Regions from separate parts of the Mus musculus genome. Here region 1 is linked to region 2. The links are chromatin contacts, called in public Hi-C maps. All regions are on one chromosome and are shown on one strand. The core of a region is the stretch at or near the end of the contact, and the rest is flanking DNA. Distances in the headings are between cores, read along the strand shown.

Region 1 (3,031 bases), core at 106-2,605, 530 kb after region 2:
AAAAATACTATATAAAATTATTACATATAGTTTGCATAAAATCAAATAAATTTCTTACTAGTAAGACTTTAGTGTTTCTCATATATTCAGGAGTCTATTAAACCAACTTCAAAAAAAATTTAGGGCTCATCTTGAAGGTATGTTACCAAATAGTTATATGGAACCCTATTCCAATTTCTCCTCTACTGCAAATACCGTGTATGAGCTGATATGAAGAAAATGCATGTTCTGGGAGGAGCAAGATGCAAGTGTGTCAGCCATCTCACTTGGAGACATGAAGGGCCTTAGTCTTTGTTCCCAGCCCGTAACTGTGACTCTCGGGACCTGGCTAGAATTGGCCACCAAGAAAAAAGGCAGTCAGAAATTTTGCACTGTTTGGATTTCTAACAAGAAAACAACAAATCCCTCTGACACCATTATAAAGGAAAAACAAAACAAAAATAGCTGTCTTATATTAAAATTGGAATCCACAACTTCTCAAATTGAAGAAAGGCAAAAGTTGGCCATGGTCACTTCTGGATTTAGACTTGTAGGAAACTTCAGAGGTTTTTCAAGTTAAGCTGCAGCACGCTAGGACTGCATTCATAGCCCAAACAACAGTAAAGACTTTTAAGCCTGGGTCTACAGGTGGTTAAGGTTCAACTTAGCACATATGTGTATATGCATGTGCATGTCTCTGTGCATGTGTGTGTGTGTGTGTGTGTGTATGTATGTATGAATGTATATTTTGACACAGGCTCTCATATATAGCTCAGGCATTTCCCAAACTTTCCATGCCCTTCAAACTGGCCTTGAAGTAGTGATCTTCCTGTCACAGCCTCTTGAGTTCTGAGATTATAGTCTCATGACACTGAACTAACATGAAAAAATTTGAAAAAGTTGATTATATATATATATATTGTGTGTGTGTGTGTGTGTGTGTGTGAGAGAGAGAGAGATAGAAAGGACACATTTGTTCACACTATATTATAACCCTGTGAGTATTTTAAATTTGTATCATTTAGTGAGACACAAATGGCTAAAGTATTGCTTTTAAAGTTAAAATTACCAGGTTTATTGATAATAAAAGATGGCAGAAAGAATGGCTTAGTTTTTTTCTTCTCGCTCAGCTTCTGAAATGAGATGATCAATACAGGAAAAGATCCTAAGGGGCAATTTTATTCTATTCTCCTAATGAGAGAAGCAGACAAGAAAGGATCTACTCAGGGCAGTTTACAGTTAGTTCTCAAAGTTCCTGTTCTACAAATCAGCGAATAGCAGTAATAAGAAAACTCTATGGTTATGAAGGTAGAACAGAAACCAACATTGACAATCTGGTAATCAGTAAAGAGAGTTTCTGTACTGACAATCTGTGGTTTCTGGGACTTTCACAGTAACAAAATCTTAGTCAAAACGCAGACTCATGAGGAGGCATCATGTATGGGAGACATCACTTAGAGTTCATGAGAGCTAGCAACTGAAAAGTAAATACAGGGTCATGGCAAGATAACTGAATTATTCCAGTACCGATGCTGGCGACCGCTGATGAAGGAAAAGAAGGGTTAGGAAAGAAAGGAAAGGGTATGTCATACAGGCAACAGTTTCAATTTCCCCTTTCTCCTTTCCTTCAATTTCATTTACAGAAGTCTCGGTGCTTACATTGTTCAAGTGAGACTCTGCAAGTAGCTTAAAGTTGACCCCGCATTACCACCTCCAGCATTCTTTTCAGGAAGCAGCTGATTAAATACCCTCAGGGTAAGTGGGCCAGGAATAAGAAGCTGTCAAACTGACAAAGTAGTGTCTTACCTCTACAGATGCGGTCTCCTGTCACACACAGTTCCTATTTCCTTAAAACCTGCTTCTCAACTCTGGCAACCTCTTGTTAGTTACATAGCATGCAGCTTTTAAAAGCTTATAAATTCTTTTTTTTCCCCTGCTCTTCATTATTCTCTAGTTTGCAACGTGTCCTCTGCTACTGATTTGGCAGAGGCCATTAGAAAGCCACTAAACTACATTTCCATGATAGCCAGCGTTACTTTCCAAAATACCTAATCAATTTAGAACTCACAGATTCACATGTATTATAAATCTTTGCCTCACTTGGGGTATTATTTGCTCTTATAAAATGGGGTTTGTGGGACTGGGAAGATGGCTCAGCCAATAAAGTGATTGCCTTGAAAACGCAAGGACTTGAGTTAGATCTCCAGAACCCATGCTTTGTTTTGTAACAACACAGCAACAACAACACAAACAAACAAACAAGCCAGATGTGATGATGCTTGCACTCCCTCCCTATCCTGGGGATGTAGAGACCATGACCAGCCAGCTTAGCTACTTTACAAGGTCCAGGCCTCTGAGAGGCCCTGTTCCAAAAGGGGAAAAATAGCTGGCACCCTAAAAACTACACTTAAAGTGGTCCTTGAGGCACATACATGCAAGTGGCCTTGCATCCCCACATACACAACACCCCACCAAAAGAACAGGATCCCAAAAGCAAGTTTCCCATGTGAGACTCATCCACAGTCAGCATTCAGCATTCTGACTCCCAGCACAGCAGCACTAGCCGCCTCAGCTGTGAGCACACAGTATGGATCAGGGCAAGTGATGTTCAAATTAAGGAATGATAACTTTAAAAGGTCCTGCGAATACCACTGGGTCTGATATCATTTCAGCAAACCATGATGCTAATAAATACTTACAGTTCCATAAGTTCTCCTTCTCTAATAAAATGGCTATTTTCTTTTAGCTGAAAACACTGCCTCTGTACTTATTAAATGACAGCAATTTTACAGATATATAAAACACATGAGACAGCAGCTTAAAAATACAAAAGTTCACAAAACAAAATACAAACAAGCAACAACAACAAAAACAAACCAGAATCCCACTACTTTAGAGAAACACTAAAACAGGAAGAAACCAAGACAGGATATCAAAATTGGATGGGGGGGGGGGGGGGAGGGGAGTCAATAAGTGTTTTGTTTTCCTAAGAAATCCACTGTGGTCATACTTATATACCATAATTTCAATTTTAAAAACCATATGTATGTTT
Region 2 (3,090 bases), core at 579-3,078:
CATGAGAATGGCCTCATTAGGCTCCTGCTTTTGACTGCTTGGTCCTGTGGGTAGAGATGTTTGAGAAGGAGTAGAAGTGTGATCTTGTTGCATGTGGTTTGTCACTGGTGGTGAGCTTTGAGGTTTTAAAGGCCTATACCGCTCCAGTTGGCTCTCCCGCCGCCATCTCCTGTTGGTTCTAAGCTCCTAGCTACTGTTCCAGTGCCATGCCTGCCTGCTGCTGCCCTGCTTCCTGCCATGATGGTCTACTCACCCTCTGGAACTGTAAGACCCAGTAAACTCTTCTGTAACTTGCCTTGGTTATGGTATCTCTTCACAGAAATAGAAAAGTAACTAAGACAGAGGGAGAAAATCGGTTTTCTTCAAAGACATGACCCTTGAGAAACATAGGTCTACCATGTTCCAGATAGCCACACACCAAAAAGTTTGGGCTTCAGGCTCAATGGATTGAAAAAGAAAATAAATTGATAGGGTAAGGAGGCTGGATCTAAAGAGAGGTAGGAGGAGTGATTTTGATAAAAATACATTGTATGAAATTCTTGAAGATTAATAAAAATTTTAAATGCCTAAGCACTAAGTCCCCTTCTCGAGTTTTACCCCATAGACATGGGTGTTTTGTTTTATTATGTTTTAATTGTGGGAGGGTTATCAGGGATTTAAAAATGCTAATGTTGATATTCAGTTATCTACAGAATCACCCATCTGAAGATCTCCCCCTCGCCCCCCCATGTACAAGTAAGCAAAACATTTCAGTGTGAAGAGATTTGTTTTGTTTGTTTGTTTTTTGGATTTTTTTAAGACAGGGTTTCTCTGTGTAGCCATGGCTGTCCTGGAACTCACTCTGTAGACCAGGCTGGCCTAGAACTCAGAAACTCGCCTACCTCTGCCTCCCAAGTGCTGGGATTAAAGGCGGGCACCACCACACCCGGCGTGAAGAGATTTCTTTAAAGAGAACTTAAACTCATTTTTCTTCTCGAGTAGCTTATGAAATGCTAAGGCCCCATCTAATAAGTACCATAGATTAAATTAATACACAATGTTAAAAGAAACTCAAGAGAAATGAAAAGAACCACCTTTAGAAAACCGTTTGTCACCATCTTCACTGTTGTGAAGAAGTTCTCCCAGCTAGGCCTTCCTAGAAGAATTTCAGGTCCACAGCTCCTCCTACTCACCCGGTGTCCACCACACCCCTTATCAAGACCATGCATCCTGTTTCCACACATGCCCCTGGGTGACCTTCTCTAGCTCCTCTCAAAGGCTTGTGCATGGAAGAACCCTGGCCCACAAGTCCAGCCAACCAGATCCCAGTTCCAGGTGTGTTAGTAAGAATATATTCACAATATTCCTGGCACCAAATATGTGGAGTTGTCCACACCAACAGCCAGTTTCTTCCATCTTGCACATGTCCCCTTGCCCTTCTGACGAGTTGTGACTCAGCATAAAGGCCCTGGTCAGAACAATGAATGCTCTTGGTCTTCTCTGTCAGAGCCATGAGCCAAGGAACCTTCTATTGTTTGTCAGTTATCCAGACTGTCACTCTGTTACCCAAACTGTGAAGTTCACCAGATAGAACATCAGAGAGGGTGGGAAGCCCTGGTTGTCCTCATGGCTAACCCCCACCTGAAAACCTCAGCACCCCTTCATTTAGGGTTTTCTTCTTTTCTTTTCTTTTCTTTTCTTTTCTTTTCCTTTTCTTTTCTCTTCTCTTCTTTTCTTTCTTTCTTTTTTTTTTTTGAGGGATTTCATCATGTAGCCATGAAAACCTCAAAGTTCTAGGAAACTGCAAACTATTTGGAAACTCTGTGCCAACCGTTACAGCCAAAGGTCAGACTTATTTCTTCCTATGTCACAATTTCTCGGCTAAGAATTTCCTGTGTGGCTTTTGAGTCACCGTTCATCCTGGGTTTTCTCCGGTAAGGTGATAGAGTTATATTTTCCCTCCTGTCCAGTCGCTTTTCTTTTACCTTCTGTAAAATCTTCTGCAGGGTATGCTACCCATGAATCCCAATGTGCTAGTAAAAGTACAAAGTTGTTCATACAGCCACCGGTAGTGCTGGGATATTCTAAAACCTCCTAGTGCTAGACGTGCATGGTTGTGAATCTCCTGCCAGTGTGGGCATCAGCTTGTGGTAGGCTTCTAGAGTCAGCTCCTACCACCTCTGAAGTCAGTTGTTTGATATTCGGAAATTTTGAGAGCTAGGTAACTGTTGATAACTTCCCACCAGCCCATTGTGAGTGTTTACACCACAGGAATAGAAAAATCACTACAGATCAGACCGTTAGACAAACAGCCAGTTTACTCACATGCCGCTGACAACAGCAGTTTAATGTTCTGCATCGAGATAAGCAACAGTATTTTAAGGTACGTAGTTAAGGTACATTATTATCATATTGCTAGTTGAATTAGGCCAGATTTGTAAATTATTCTTCAAAAAAATCAGTCTACATAAAGCCACTCTGTGTGTCAAATGTGTATCCCCTGAACCATTTTATTGATACTATCCCATGGCCCTTTCTAAATATCACCTTTTACTGCTTCTCAAATCAATAGGCTAAGGCAGCCCAGGCATCTTGCTACAAGGTAGATTCAAAGATCATGCTTGTACAACTGAAATAATGTAGAATGCACAGCTAGTCCAATTATTTGACTATAAAAAAGCTAATTTAGCTCACTGCATCATTGATCCATTTAATTGTACAGCAGCTTCCTATTGATAACAGGAAATAGCCCGACCCAACTGTGCTGAAAATGGAAATGGCCGGTTTTCCATAACCATAAATTTAAATAAGGATTCTACCTTATGTGTGGAAACTAAAAAGCAAAAATCATAACCAAGGTTTGTTCAATATTTCTTATTTTTACTGATCTGTTTGTCTTGCATACTTTCTGGACTTTGTAAGTCATTAAATGTTAGCCTCTGTTTGAGCTCATGACTTAGTGTTTTATTTCGGATAGCTACTGTGATGAATCTAAGCTATCATATTCATTCTGCCCTTGGGAAGCATTCAGCAATCCCTCAGTATCGCAGAGGATGCTGGTGACCTAGAAAAACTACTTTCTGTGGTATTTCTAAGAAGCCTCTTGGTTCA

Evidence for each region. A called contact is a pair of places that touch in the nucleus more often than the background predicts.
Region 1: a Hi-C map of Th2 cells shows a contact between it and region 2, with 2.8 times the contacts expected there. The contact joins two enhancer-like sites. A contact is called at or near these places in 1 of 15 datasets of contacts at CTCF or cohesin (pro-B cells), 11 of 484 Hi-C or Micro-C datasets (B cells, the Ba/F3 cell line, the G1E-ER4 cell line and 7 more) and 5 of 115 datasets of contacts at active chromatin or transcription factors (the 230-238 cell line, CD8 T cells, acute myeloid leukemia and 2 more).

What each region holds. Positions count from the first base shown.
Region 1 is chr16:50,297,581-50,300,611 of GRCm38.p6, forward strand. The region is part of intron 3 of Bbx (bobby sox HMG box containing); the gene reads right to left. Among named protein-coding and RNA genes, the nearest start is that of Bbx, 130 kb to the right of the region's middle. Within about 2 kb of position 1,356, at least 25 of the 459 cell types and tissues checked have an H3K27ac peak or open chromatin away from gene starts, as enhancers often do. A contact at or near this core is called in CD8 T cells, Th2 cells and memory CD8 T cells, where this site is marked.
Region 2 is chr16:49,768,698-49,771,787 of GRCm38.p6, forward strand. It overlaps Gm15518 (a long non-coding RNA gene), which reads right to left. Exons shown (of 5, transcript XR_003951928.1): 3 at 1,074-3,090; 4 at 1-44. Among named protein-coding and RNA genes, the nearest start is that of Gm15518, 5.7 kb to the right of the region's middle. Within about 2 kb of position 1,829, at least 80 of the 459 cell types and tissues checked have an H3K27ac peak or open chromatin away from gene starts, as enhancers often do. A contact at or near this core is called in CD8 T cells, Th2 cells and memory CD8 T cells, where this site is marked.